Linked DNA regions of Sus scrofa: region 2 is linked to region 1. A link is a contact called in public promoter capture Hi-C data. All regions are on one chromosome and are shown on one strand. Each heading gives the region's core, a stretch centred on a gene start, on an enhancer-like site or on the middle of the called end of the contact. The rest is flanking DNA. Distances are from core to core; before and after follow the strand shown. Region 1 has its middle 43 kb from the start of YEATS4. Region 2 holds the start of FRS2 (fibroblast growth factor receptor substrate 2).

Region 1 (6,654 bases), core at 2,625-5,124:
GGGATCAAACCTGCGTCCTCATGTTTGTTACCACTGAGCCACAATGGGAACTCCCAAGTTTGTAATTTTAAATAGGTGGTCTATATAGGCCTTATTGAAAAGGCAGTGTTAGAGCAAGATGTGAAGGAGGGAATGGAATTAGTTAGCAACTTTTTCTGGAAAGGGTCGTCCAGACAGAAGGATCAGCCATGGTAAACTCCCTAAAGCAAAAGCACTCTCGTGGGTTCGAGGAGCACCCCAGAGGCCAGCTTGGCTGGAACCACGTGGGCAAGGGGAAAGGAGCAGAAAATGAGATTAGGTGGATAATAGGGGTCCACACCATTTAGGATCTTGGTGTCCCTTGCTTGCAAGGACTTTAGTTGCTATCCCAAGAGAGGTGGGAAACTGGAAAAACAACATGAGCTGACTTAAACTTGGAAAAGACCCTTCTACCTGGACTGGAGGGGAGGAAGGGTAGAAGCAGGAACATTGGTCAGGAGCCTCACTCAGCCTCCAGATGAAAGATGATGGTGGTTGGAGTCAAGAGCAGTGGACGTGCTGTTTGTGTAACTAGAGATTCTTTTATCCCGCAAATATTCATAGGCACTGTGCTATGGGCCAGGGTGTTGTGGTGACCAGCCTGGTGACAGCCTCTCCTCTCTTACTCTAAATAGTTAATGACAATAGTTACCATGGACGAAGGGCTTGCTGCAAGTCAGGTCAGCTCTAAGGGCTTGAGAGGTATTTTTCTCAGTTACTATGGACCTATCTCAAGAGCTCAGGTGCCACTATTGTCCCCATTTAGAGGTGAGGAAAGTCAAACATTGAGAGGACTAATGAGAAGCCCAAACATGCGTTATCAGGCAAAGTCAGAAGAATTCAAGCACCCCGGGTTGGGTTCCAGAGTGCTTCCCTTAGAGATGGCAGGTGTGATGGAGGTCATAAGAGGACGACACAGGATGGAGGAGGTGACACTGAAGCTGAGACTTAACAGGAATTTGCCAGGGAAAGGGTTGGGCTAGGGAGAGGAGAAATCAGGGGTGGCAAGGGGCGTGTTCTAGTTACTGGGAAGAACAGGTACAAAGACAGACCTGGAAGTGAGAAAGCAGGACCTTAGAAAGACTGAAAACCAACAGACAAACCCACAGTGTTGTTGGATCCTCAGGTGTGTGTAAGGTGATGATAGAGAATGAACCAGAAAAAATAGGCAGAGACTAGAACTTTGGGTCAATATATGGATCAATAATTTACTAATTACATAATCATCTTCATATTTTTCTTCCCAGGATCTCACATTGTAAATCTACCAAATGGAAGAGAATAGATGTTGGAGTCAGGGAGGCAATGGCAGCCCAGGAAGTGCTTGCAGTGATGGAGGCTCCCTCACCCCCTTGATCTAACCCAGATACATAAAGTAAAGCAGTGAGCCAGCTATGCAAGCACAGCTTCAAGAAAAGTCTCCTGCCAGGAGTTCCCGTTGTGGCACAGCAGAAACAAATCCGACTAGGAACCATGAGGTTGTCAGTTCAATCCCTGGCCTTGCTCAGTGGGTTAAGGATCCAGCATTGCTGTGAGCTGTGGTGTAGGTTGCCGACTCAGCTCGGATCCCGTGTTGCTGTGGCTCTGGTGTAGGCTGGCAGCAACAGCTCTGATTCGACCCCTAGCCTGGGAACCTCCATATGCCTCGGGTGAGGCCCTAAAAGGAAAAAAGACAAAAAAAGGAAAGAAAAGAAAAGTCTCCTGCCCACATTTCCATCAGACAGCTGCCCCTAACCCTTCTAATACAGAGATTTTAGCCTCCAGTACATACTAGCCCAACTAAATCCTGCTCCATCATTTGTTAGTTTTGAAATAGCATGAATTATTTCAGATCTATAAACTTCATTTATCCACTCTGTAAAACTGACACATTATCTCTCATAACTAATGCATTCAAATTACATATTTGACAATTTCTATTCATTTGCAAAACTAAAATATCTAAACAAAATTGCATGTTCTGATAAAGAGTACATTATTTACTACCCTAAAAATTAGACAAATGATTTAGTCTTTTTTTTTCTTTTTCTTTTTACAGCCACATCCATGGCATATGGAAGTTCCCTGGCCAGGGATAGAATTGGAGCTGCAGCTGCCAGCCTAAGCCACAGCCACAGCAATGCTGGATATGAGCTGCATCTGCAACCTATGCTGCAGCTCACAGCAATGCTGGATTCTTAACCCACTGAGTGAGGCCAGGAATTGAACCTGCATCCTCACGGACACTGTGTCAGGTGCTTAACCTGCTGAGCCACAACAGGAACTCCCGAATGATTTATTCCAGTATCATTGGAATAGAAAAGAGATTCATGTATTCAGGTTCCACAGACTTGAAGTCCTTTCTGTCCAGAACATGCTGTTTAGTTTACTTTAAAACAAGATAGGAATTTCTTGGCATGTGACGTCTAGAAGTGGGAGCATGCACTGAGTTCCTAAGCAGAGAATACCCTGGACCTCCAGGGTGAGAGCTAGTTTGGCTCACTGAGAAGTGGCCAAACTTTGAAGCCAAACTGATTTGAGATTCACTGGGGTAATGTAGTCCATTGCTCACTGGCAGCCTTGGGAGTGAATTTGCAGTGCCTTGCATTTATATGACTTTCTTTCTCAGGGACAATGTTGTCATAAATTATTTTGTGAGATATCAACAACTTGGGCAAGGGAAAAAGTCTTTGACAAAGTATTGTAGCTATTGAAAGGGCAAAACTTTGGGAAATTCCACCCACATTCCTGCAGGATACAGACCGGTGCCCACGAAGAACATAAGCCAAGCAATTCAAAATCCGTAGAATCACGCATGGTTCAAGCCTACATCACATGCACAAGGAGCCGTACTTTGCCCTCAGAGCCAGGGACCCTGAAGGCAGGAAGAGAGGGACAGGAGAACTTGTTTCCCCAACTGGCCTTTGTACCTGTCTGTTCCAGTATTTCTAACTTAAGTTGTTAAGTGGACAAAAGTCCAGAGTCCTCAGTGGTTCCAAACTAGCATTTAGTGGCACAAAAGTGTTTGGAGCTAGTGCTGGACCCAGTGAGAGTGATAGTTTCAAAGCAAGTATAGGTCCAGAATTGGGAGTGAGGTGGCTCAATGCTTGGTAAAGGGTGGTATGTTTATAAAAGCCAAGACCATGTGTGTGTTGAGGTGGGGGACAGGTGGGGGAAATCGTGTGTGTGCAGGGAGATGATCACAGTGAAGCAGTCTCGGAGGGGAAAGCTGTCTGAAGGGCAATTGGGGGAGAAAGGTGAGAGAACGGGGGTGGGGATGCTGGCCAGGGCTTCCCAGGCAGGAACAGCAGCCCTTCTTTAAATGTCATGTACATCACTGCCTGAAGGTGGCACCTCTCACTCTGAAGGATGCCTATGAAGATTAAGAAGCCTTGAAATACATTTTTGGAAGGTCAGTTCACATCTGTTTTCTATTCGTCATGTTCTGTCAGCACTTCTGTGAGAACAGAGCCATTACGCCGGCCTTGGGAGCCAAAGGCAGCTGGATCCGCCAGGCCTGGCACTTTCCAGGCCCCACGTCCCAACTCAGTGGAAGAAGAGCTCATCCCAGCTTCCATTCCCTCTTTCCCACTAGCCCTCACCTTCTGTACGCTGTGCTTCAAAAAGCAAAGAGGTACAAAGAACTCAACCTGGTTTAATCAGTTGTTCTCCCACCACTAAAGCAACATTAACATCACTTTAGAGGCTTTTCGGTTCCCTGTTGTGTTCAATTTGTTGTCTAGCAAGCAATAAAAAAGAAGAAGAAATTCTCTTGATTTTTATATTTACAGTCCATGAGCCAGGGCAGTGGAGTTTGCCCAGGAGGCATATTGCGAAGTGATTGTCTTGTCCCAGGGAAAGGCTCAAAGCAGTAATGCTCACAGTGGCCTTGTGATGTTTGTCAGAATGGTGAAGATTTCCAAATGGTGCTTATCAGTATGTGGAGGCACTTGTCACAAGTAAGGAAAGATTTCCATTGATTTGGTTCAAAGGGCAGCCCAAGACTGCACAAGTGGGTCATGTTCCCTTCCCGCCCCCCTGCAACCTTCCCACCGCTGCCCGATGACCCAGGCTGGCTTCACCAAGGTCTGGATTTGATATTACAAGGCACCTATGCCGCTCCACTCACCTCTCAGTTCTGTGCGTAGTGACCGACTTCCAGTGCTTGGTTTTGATGATAAAAATACACTCGGTTGGACATGGATGGCTAGTACCCGGTTTGGTCAGGGCTCTGTGATCAGATCTTGGCTGAATACATTTGAAGCTTTGGAGCAGATGAGAAAGGGTGACCAACTAATGCATAAAGGATGCGTGGGCGGGAGGCTCAAACTCCTGTGACTGTAAATCGTTTGCTTTTCAAGTCTAATCATCTGTGTTCTCCACTAGGAATCCTGTGATGTTTTAGGACTAACTTTAAAATGGAAAGATATTTAATTTTATCGATCACGCTCCATGTGCTGTGTTTCTAGGACTGTTTATTGGTGTTTCTGTAAAAACAACCAGCAACCTCTTGTTATTGTGGAAACAATCGCAGTGGAAATCAGCAGGGCTTAATTTGATGTTGACATTTTTGTTGCTTGCCTCCCCAGAAATGCTTCACTTTATATTTTTACGATAGAAAAAAAAAAGGCAATAAAAGCTTTTGAAGCCAGATGTCCCTTTAAACAACTGCCGATAGGGAATCTTTTCTCGTGGAGAAAGAGATTTCCGTTAAGATGATCAAATAGAATCAGTTATATTTAAAGTCTCTGACTTTTTTGTTTATCTTAGTCAAATAAAGCTGTGTATTCTAGCAAAGAAATCAAAGGTCATTCTTCTGACAAAGATTCTGGTGATTGTCTTGTATTAGGAAGGCCATCCTAGCAGTGACTTCAGCCTTGGCAGGTGATAATGCTGTTCTAGTCATGTTTGGAGGATGGCAGAGTTCCAAAATCTAAGTCGGTTTTGGACTGCAGATATTCTGCTTGCAATTTGTATCGTTTTCTGATTGACAACTCATTCTCTCGCTCTCTCTCTTTTCTAAAATGCCAATAATAAATAACTGCTGGTCTAAAACATTTACCTGTCAACAGGTATATATGTTGGAAGGAGTTAAGAACCAAGAATTAGAGTGACCTCTACACACTTCCTTTGGTAGAATCCATCCTTGTGCGATAGTTAACTCTTGTTTATCGGTTTCATATCAGAATAAAACCCACATAATCTAAATACATTTGGGCGAATCCTTCAACCTTGCTACCTTACCATCGTCATAATTGCCAATAAGGAGTTCCTGTGGTGGCTCAGCGCTTAACAAACCTGACTGGTGTCCATGAGGACGTGGGTTCAATCCCTGGCCTCGCTCAGTGGGTTAAGGATCTGGCGTTGCCGTGAGCTGTGGTGTAGGTCTCAGACACGGCTCGGATCCAGCATTGCTGTGGCTATGGTGTAGGCCAGCAGCTGCAACTCCAATCCAACCACTAGCCTGGGAACCTCCATATCCCGCTGGTGCAGCCCTAAAAAGACCAAAACAAAAAAAAAAGTCAATTAGTTGTAAGTATGGTTGACATAAGTTTTGCTGCAATTGTTTCTCCTGTCCACCTCTCTGAACATTCTCTCTTTGGTGCCTAATTCAAGTGTCACATGCTCTGAGTCCCCACCTTCCCATTCTCAGTCACCCCTCCATGAATAAACCCTCTCTTACTGTGCATATACCTCTACTGTGCTCATCATAATTTATAGTCTCGTGTTTCTGTGTCATTCTTGCCTATTAGAATGAGAACCCCATCAGGGCCGGGCTGTGCCTCATACACGTCTGTATGCCAGCACCTGGCTCAGCATCTGCTATTGCAGAAGGCCTGTCTGGATGCTTGTGTTTTTTTTTTGTCTTTTTGCCATTTTTTCCTTGGGCCACTCCCGTGGCATATGGAGGTTCCCGAGCTGGGGTCGAATCGCAGCTATAGCCTCCGGCCTACATCAGAGCCACAGCAACACAGGATCCGAGCCTCGTCTGCAACTTACACCACAGCTCACGGCAACGCCGGATCCTTAACCCACTGAGCAAGGGCAGGGACCAAACCCGCAACCTCATGGTTCCTAGTCGGATTCGTTAACCACTGAGCCACGACGGGAACTCCTGGATGCTTGTTGATTGAAAGGATGCCATGTGCTGGGCACCCTGACGGGATGAAAGATGGAGAAGGATGCAGTCCCTGCTCTGAAGGGGGTACAGTGTAGTGTGGGTCACAATACAAGAATGTGTGTGACTGGTGGCATTATCAGTGAAACATTTGAGATGGGCCCTAAAGGATGCTTGGAGGATCTTCCAAACAATGGACCTGCATCAGCAGAGGGAGAAAGCATGAATTATTCTCACGTTGTCTGGTGAGTTTCAAGTTGTTCAGGTGACATTAGGTTGGTGGCTGGAAGCAGTGGGAGATAAGGTTGGAAACCTAGTTGAGCCCGGATGGCCGAAGGTCATAGGTTTTGAATTTTTCTTTTTCAAATGATGGAGAATTACTGAAAGTCTCTGATCCATCAAGAATGGTGTGGGAAGGGTGGACAGTCATTGCTTTGAGGTTAAACTATAACTGGGCTGCTGAGAAGAACATGGACAGGAGTCTTGACTGATCACACATCTCAACATATTCTCTCAGCTACTGAATGTAGAGCAGTAGA
Region 2 (6,654 bases), core at 2,423-4,922, 55 kb after region 1:
GTAGGTGGAAGCAGGAGGGTGGAGGGGTGCCTGTAATGGAGAGAAGAATAGGGTTTGGAGAAAAGCTCTCTAGAATGAAGACGGGCCAGCAATTTGGCAATAACCCGGAGTCAACGAACCCCGGTGAGAGATTTCTTGTAATTTTTAAGAGAGACACATATAATCCTCTGTCATCCTCTTTAACCTCCAGGAGTCACTGACAAATGCAGTCAAACAGCTTTTTCTTTGTCATCAACTATAGTCTTTGAACCTCTTATGTATGAATCAGGGGATAACCAGGAAAGATTCAATGCTCAGGATTACACAGCAACACTTGGCTAAACATATAATACTATAATAACTTGTCTTCTTACTGTTTTTCTTCGAAAAGCTCAGTGCACTCACACTTTTATTTCCTCATTTGTTCTAACATTCCTGCATGGGAGGGGAAGATTTATGATAACATTATTTATAAATGGAGAAGTTGAAATAGAGATTAAATCGCTTACTCAATGTTGCATACTTGGGGTGGTAAAGACCACACTGGAATTTGGTTCTCCAAGCTCCTGCCACGAAGTGGCGAGATCATGAGTTTTGGAATTAGAGGGATCTTTGTTTGAACAACCCTGATTTCTGCCCCTTAATAAGAATGTGGCCTTAAGTCAATTACTTCACCTAAGCCTCAGTTTTTCTCTTCTGTACAATTAAGACCATAAAACCTCATAGTAGCATAGTGAAGATTAATTTGGTTTTTTTTTTTTTTTGTGAAGAGTAATTTAGAAAATGCATGTAAAGCCCTGGCACAGAGTAGTTCTCAAATAAGATTAGTTCCACCCCCCAACCCAGTATTATCTGGTTAAATTTCAGTACAAATTGAAAATAATCAAAAAAGAATCCTCCATGAATTTTTTTTCTAGCCTCCTCTCCCAGTGCGAGCAAAACGTGAGTAAAAATGCTTCAACATCATTTAATTCACTGGGAAGAACTTTTGCTTTAGTAGAGTTATTTCCGTGGGGGATGTTTAGAAAAAAGGGGGGATATGTGGAAGACGAGATAGCAGAGTACAGAGGTTCTAAAACTTGAGAATGTATCAGAATCACTGAGAAGGGAAGTTCCTGCATGGCTCAGCGGAAACGAATCTGACTAGCATCCATGAGGACATACCATAGGTTCGATCCCTGGTCTCAGTGGGTTAAGGATCTGGTGTTGCCGTGAGTTGTGGTGTAGGTTGCAGACACGGCTCGGATCCTGAGTTGCTGTGGCTGTGGTAGTAGACCAGCGGCTACCGTTCCGATTCAACCCCTATCCTGGGAACCTCCATATACCGTCAGTGCGGCCCTAAAAAAAAAAAAGAAAAAAAAAAAAGAATCACTGTTCTCAGTGAAAACACAGATGGCTGGGCCCCACACCAGAGTTTCTGATTCACAAGGTCTGGAGTGAGGCCTGATAATTTGCATTTGTGACAAATTCAAATTCAAAGATGATGTTGAGGCTACTACTAATCCAGAGACTACACAGAGAAGCACCAGTAGAGTTAAGTGAAATTTTGGGGGCGAGGCCCAGCAATCTGTGTTTTAACCTGACCTCCAGGTAATTCTAACGCACTCTCAAGTTTGTGAACAACTGGCAGCGAAGTGAAAAGCAGCTGAAGAGAAAACTTGCATTCAAATCCTGGCTGCACCATTTACTAGCTAGATGTCTAGATTCAATGACAAACCTTTAGCATGTCTGCATCCCACAGGGAGCCTGACAATATCTGCAATTCAGGATTCCTCTCACTGGCCTTCTAAGCCCTTGGTGGAAAGAGAAGTTAGCGAGTTCTGCCAACCCAGGCTCTGTTTTTCACTTCTTTACACTTCAAGGCACGAAAGGCTGGTAAATTTGGGTATTAGAGAAGTATTTACAAACACTTCTGTGATCATAAAAATAAAATAAACAAGACAGTGCTGTTAAAAAGAAAAAAAAAACACAAAAGCAAACCCAAAGCAAAGGCATCGTTTGCATCTTAAATTCATAATAGCAGGTTCTGAACTATTTCCCTTTCCCCTGCCTTTCTTAATAGGAAAAAAAAAAAAAAAAAGACTTCTCCTCCTCTACAGTTTGAAGAGATGCTTGTAAATTTGTTTTGCAGATAGTGTTCATGCTAAGAGGCTCTTCCTCCACCCCACCCGCCTATCTGGTCTCAGATACAGAAACTGCCTCAGATATTCGGTGCCTTCCTGATTTTGTGGTTAAAGTATCCCTTTTTTTTTTCCCCTTCTTCCCTGCCTGGCATCTGACTCTAGGTCCTCAAACTGTCTCAGCTCATAGCGTCACAAGTATCCAGGCTGGCCCCAAGGACATTCTTTGGCTCACCTACCTTCATTTTTCCCTTTGCCAAAACCTCTACTCTTTATTTCCTTAACTAACCTTTTCTATCGCCTGTTGCTAACCCATAGTTTTCAAAATTACCCTCTGCTAAAGTGACTCTACTAGAGGAAAAATTGTTCTTATTAGTGATGAGGGAAGAAAATTGTTGATTTTTACCCAGTCCTACGTGGATACTAGTACACCACAGCTTATCAAGCATTTTCATTTTGAATTCCTACAAAAATCCAGAGATGATTATATATATATATATGCATACACACACATCAAATACATCAACTGTATTACAAATAAAGAAACAAGCTGAGAGAGGTCAAGCAACTCGCCCAGGGTGGAAAAATAAAAATAAACGACAAGATCCATGCAGTAAGAGTCCAGAGTCCCCAAGCTCTTGACCTCTATTGAAATTCCAAGTGATGATGGAATATAGGAATATAATTTAGTTCCTGCCCTTAAAGAATTTATAATTCTTTTTTTTTTTTTTTTTTTTTTTGGCTTTTTGTTGTTGTTGCTGTTGTTGCTATTTCTTGGGCCGCTCCCGCGGCATATGGAGGTTCCCAGGCCAGGGGTTGAATCGGAGCTGTAGCCACCGGCCTACGCCAGAGCCACAGCAACGCGGGATCCGAGCCGCGTCTGCAACCTACACCACAGCTCACGGCAACGCTGGATCACCACAGCTCACGGCAACGCTGGATCGTTAACCCATTGAGCAAGGGCGGGGACCGAACCCGCAACCTCATGGTTCCTCGTCGGATTCGTTAACCACTGCGCCACGACGGGAACTCCCCAAGAATTTAAAACTTGTGTTGGGGTAGGTGAGATTTATACACACAAGTTAAAATAAAGAGCCACCGTTTTTGTATTGGTACTGGTCTCCTCCTCTGCAAGATGTAGCTAACAGCACCGACCTCAAGGGGCTTGGGAATGATTAAACTGAGTAAAGCGCTTTATACAGCGACTATCACGCAGTATGCGGTCAATATATGTTAACTTATTATTTTTAAAGGAGGCAGATTAGAGTGGTAAGAATACTGGAGAGATCCAGGAGGCGGGTTGTAGGCGCTGGACCGTTGCATCTAAGTTCTCCGAGCCTCGGTTTCCTCTTCTGCAAAAGCAGGTGCCTGGAGTGGAACACGTCGAAGGAGGCAGCGGGAGTCTGGAGAATCGAGGGGCCGCGGCGCAGAAAGGGTTAGCGTCGGATTTGCCGGCGCCGGCGGGAGGGGCTCTGCCCCGCCCCACCCCGCCCCGCCCGGGAGGCGCCGGCAGCTCCAGCCTGTGAGCAGTTCCGGTGCCAAAACCCTTCCCTCCCCGCTCCCCCGGAAGTGCTTTTCCATAGTTCGAGCCGGAGAGAGGCCTTGTAGGTACTGCCGCTGAGGCTCGATCGGCTCGGAAGAGGGGCTCCTGCCTAGGTGGGAGCCCGGGGGTCCGCGCCTGCCGACCCGTGCCCTGCCCGCTCCCAGCGCCCAGGCGGACGGTGAGTGGCCGGCGGAGCTGACTGCGACGGCCGCGGGCCGCGTCGGGGCTGGCGCTCTCGGGCCCCCGCTGCCCGCTTGGGACTCCGGGCTGCAGGCTGGGCTGTCGGGGTTCGAGGAAGGGGGTTGTCGACCGCCGCGGTCTTTGCCGAGCCTGCGGGGCGGGAAGAAGCGGGTGGCTGGGCCGTGGGGTGGGCGGGGCGGAGCCGGGGTGGGGGTTCCTGGAGCTGTTGTTGCTGTTGGGACTCTAGAGTAAGGATGGGCTGGGCCTCCGTCCATCCGACCCCTCACTTAAGCTCCCCCAAGTACTCGCGCTGCCTCTCGGATTTGGTTTTCTCTCTCCGACCCGAGCCTGGGAATCTAGACCTCAGACTCAGTCTTGGGCTGTAGTTCTCGACTTTTGCTGTCTCTGGATCTGTCCTCGGGCTCGGTAGTTAGCTCGGGTTCCAGGGGTGTTGTCTCCTCCGACCCAGGGTTGGGCGATGCGTGTGTAGATGTCGGGGATCTTTTGCAAGGCTTTCCAACCAGACCCGCTTAGGGGTTGCCCAGGATCGATTGGGACCGGTTTTGGATACGTAGGTCACTGTGGGAGCAGCGCGCCTCCCATGATCTTTACTCGCTTGAAAGCTTACTCAAGCCGTTGTTGAAGTGACTTCTTAAAAAAAACAGCTTGCTTGAAGAAAAGCAGTTCAGGTAAATTCCCTCTTTTTCTCGGCAGTAAGAAATGATGCTATTCTCTAATCTGTACTCCTAATTTCTGTGGCTATCTGAAGTCACAGTTGTATGATGAGTTCAGTCTGTGGTTGTTGCACAAATTGACTGCAGAGGGTTGGAGAATTATACCTCCTCTTTCCCGACGTTTATATACCTTCATATTTGGGACTGTCATTTTCCTTAACTTTTAAAGAAAAATTGTTCTCTATAACTCCTAGGAGGTTCCTTATACTGTTACAGCTGTTGCTGCAATGCAGAGGTTCACACAAGTGGGTAGAGGTGTTTTGTTTTATGTTTTTTTAATTTATATTATGAGGTGTTTACTTTGGAGTAATTGAGCATTTCCTAGAGGAGCAAGTGATGTAGGTAGTTTTTTTTTTGGTGAACAGATTTTAGGTAATAAGCTACTCCTGAAAGGTTGGTAGGAAATAGGATTTACTCAATTTAATCGTGATTTTGAAATTATGATCGTAAGAGAAAGCAGTTACTGCAGATTTTGACTATCAGCGGATGACCATTGTTTTTATAAAGTATCTACACAGCACGTTTGTGAAACCTGTGACACTTTCATGTACTTCTTGTCTGGTGCTTATATTAGGGCTTATACTGTAGTTTTTGGGGGTTCTTATCTGCTTCTCTTTCCTCCCACCAGTGAAAGGGGAGGCAATATCATGAATTAGGGAAAATAGACTGAAGTGACAAGTTCAGTGAGCTCTCTTATGCAAAAGAAAATTTATTTTAGGCTTGTTGATATTTAACAGGCAAAGGGTGGATGATTTTTAAAGTTCCTGGAAAAAATTGTAGACAAAAAAGTTAGTTGTCCAACTTTTAGATTTAGATAGAAACCATAGATTCTTAGCTACTTGAAATTCTCTAGTTCTTTTAGAGCATAGGGTTGAAATATTGGAATTGAGAGAATCTGGAAAAGGAGTTAAGTTAGATACGGTTATGGATCCGTCCTGAATGAAGGTATGATAGTTAATGTATTTCAAGGAGAAATAGTTCAAGATTTTTAAGAACAGAAAGAGGTAGGGAAAATCAGATACTTTCAGGTGTTGTAAATTTAATTATGTTCACATCAATTCAGTAGATATTGAACATTTACATTGTAAATTATATTATTCAAGTCAGTTCAACAGATATTGCTATGCTAGGCATCAAGCTATGTTAGACAGCCGTGTAAGAGTAAGTAAAGATATAGCCACAACAACCAAGCTTCGTGGCAATAGTTTTCCAAAGTGTGTCAGAAATCATAATGAGCATGTTAAATATTTAGGCATATTACATTTTTAAATTTTACAATTGGAAGTGAGTGCTGTGTGCTTCATGAAAATCACTGCTAGGCAATATAGCATACTAAGATTAAGTTGTTGCTCTTCCATAGTTTGAAATCAAGAAGGTGATGTCAGATATTTGCATAAAAATTTACAACATATAGAAATAAATGTAAATACTTGCTACATGAGTGGTTTGACCTAAAATTTGGAGTTGTACTAAAGGACAGTGGGTTCATTTTTAGCCAGAGTAAAATGAAAAGTGGTGGAGGTATAGTATTCCTTTATAATGCCTTTATAATGCTTATAAAGATAGCTCTGAAGCAATTATTTATTGAACATTTAGTGAGCACCAGGCTCTATGCTAGTTACTTTACGTACATTTTCTTCTTTTTTTTTTTTACATACATTTTCTAAGCATCACAACAACACCTAAGCATATTGCTTAATAATGACTGATACTTAAATAAGTAACTTAATCTGTACTATGTAGCTAGCAGGTAATTGAGACCCAATTTGAATCCAGATCTGCCTGGTGTCAAAGCCTATGTTTTTGTGCTACAACATGCTACCTCCCAATAAACTGGTAACCTGAGTTCAACATTTCAGAGGGTAAGACTTTTTCTAAGACACAAATTTAGGAACTGGAAGTAGGTGGATGAAGGCTTTTCAAATAAAGGGAATGATGTGAGCACAAGTGTGGAGGTGGGAAATTCATTGTGTTCTCAGGGGACAGTTAGTGTGGACTCGATTACCTAAACATTTTAGGGAATAAGAGATGAGGTTTGAAATTTAATTTGGGGCTGGATTGTTTAAATGTGGTATTTAGGAATATTTGGGAGGTATTG

The links. Promoter capture Hi-C pulls out the DNA fragments that hold promoters and counts their contacts.
Region 2: a promoter capture Hi-C map of liver shows a contact between it and region 1, with 3 times the contacts expected there. The contact joins the promoter of FRS2 here to the enhancer-like site in region 1. A contact is called at or near these places in 1 of 5 promoter capture datasets (liver), 5 of 47 Hi-C or Micro-C datasets (embryonic fibroblasts, epiblast stem cells, fetal heart ventricle and 2 more) and 1 of 2 datasets of contacts at active chromatin or transcription factors (skeletal muscle).

What each region holds. Positions count from the first base shown.
Region 1 is chr5:33,666,672-33,673,325 of Sscrofa11.1, forward strand. No RefSeq gene overlaps it. Among named protein-coding and RNA genes, the nearest start is that of YEATS4, 43 kb to the left of the region's middle. Within about 2 kb of position 3,875, at least 14 of the 83 cell types and tissues checked have an H3K27ac peak or open chromatin away from gene starts, as enhancers often do. A contact at or near this core is called in liver, where this site is marked.
Region 2 is chr5:33,721,784-33,728,437 of Sscrofa11.1, forward strand. It overlaps FRS2 (fibroblast growth factor receptor substrate 2), which reads left to right and starts at 3,673. Exons shown (of 10, transcript NM_001243209.1): 1 at 3,673-3,820.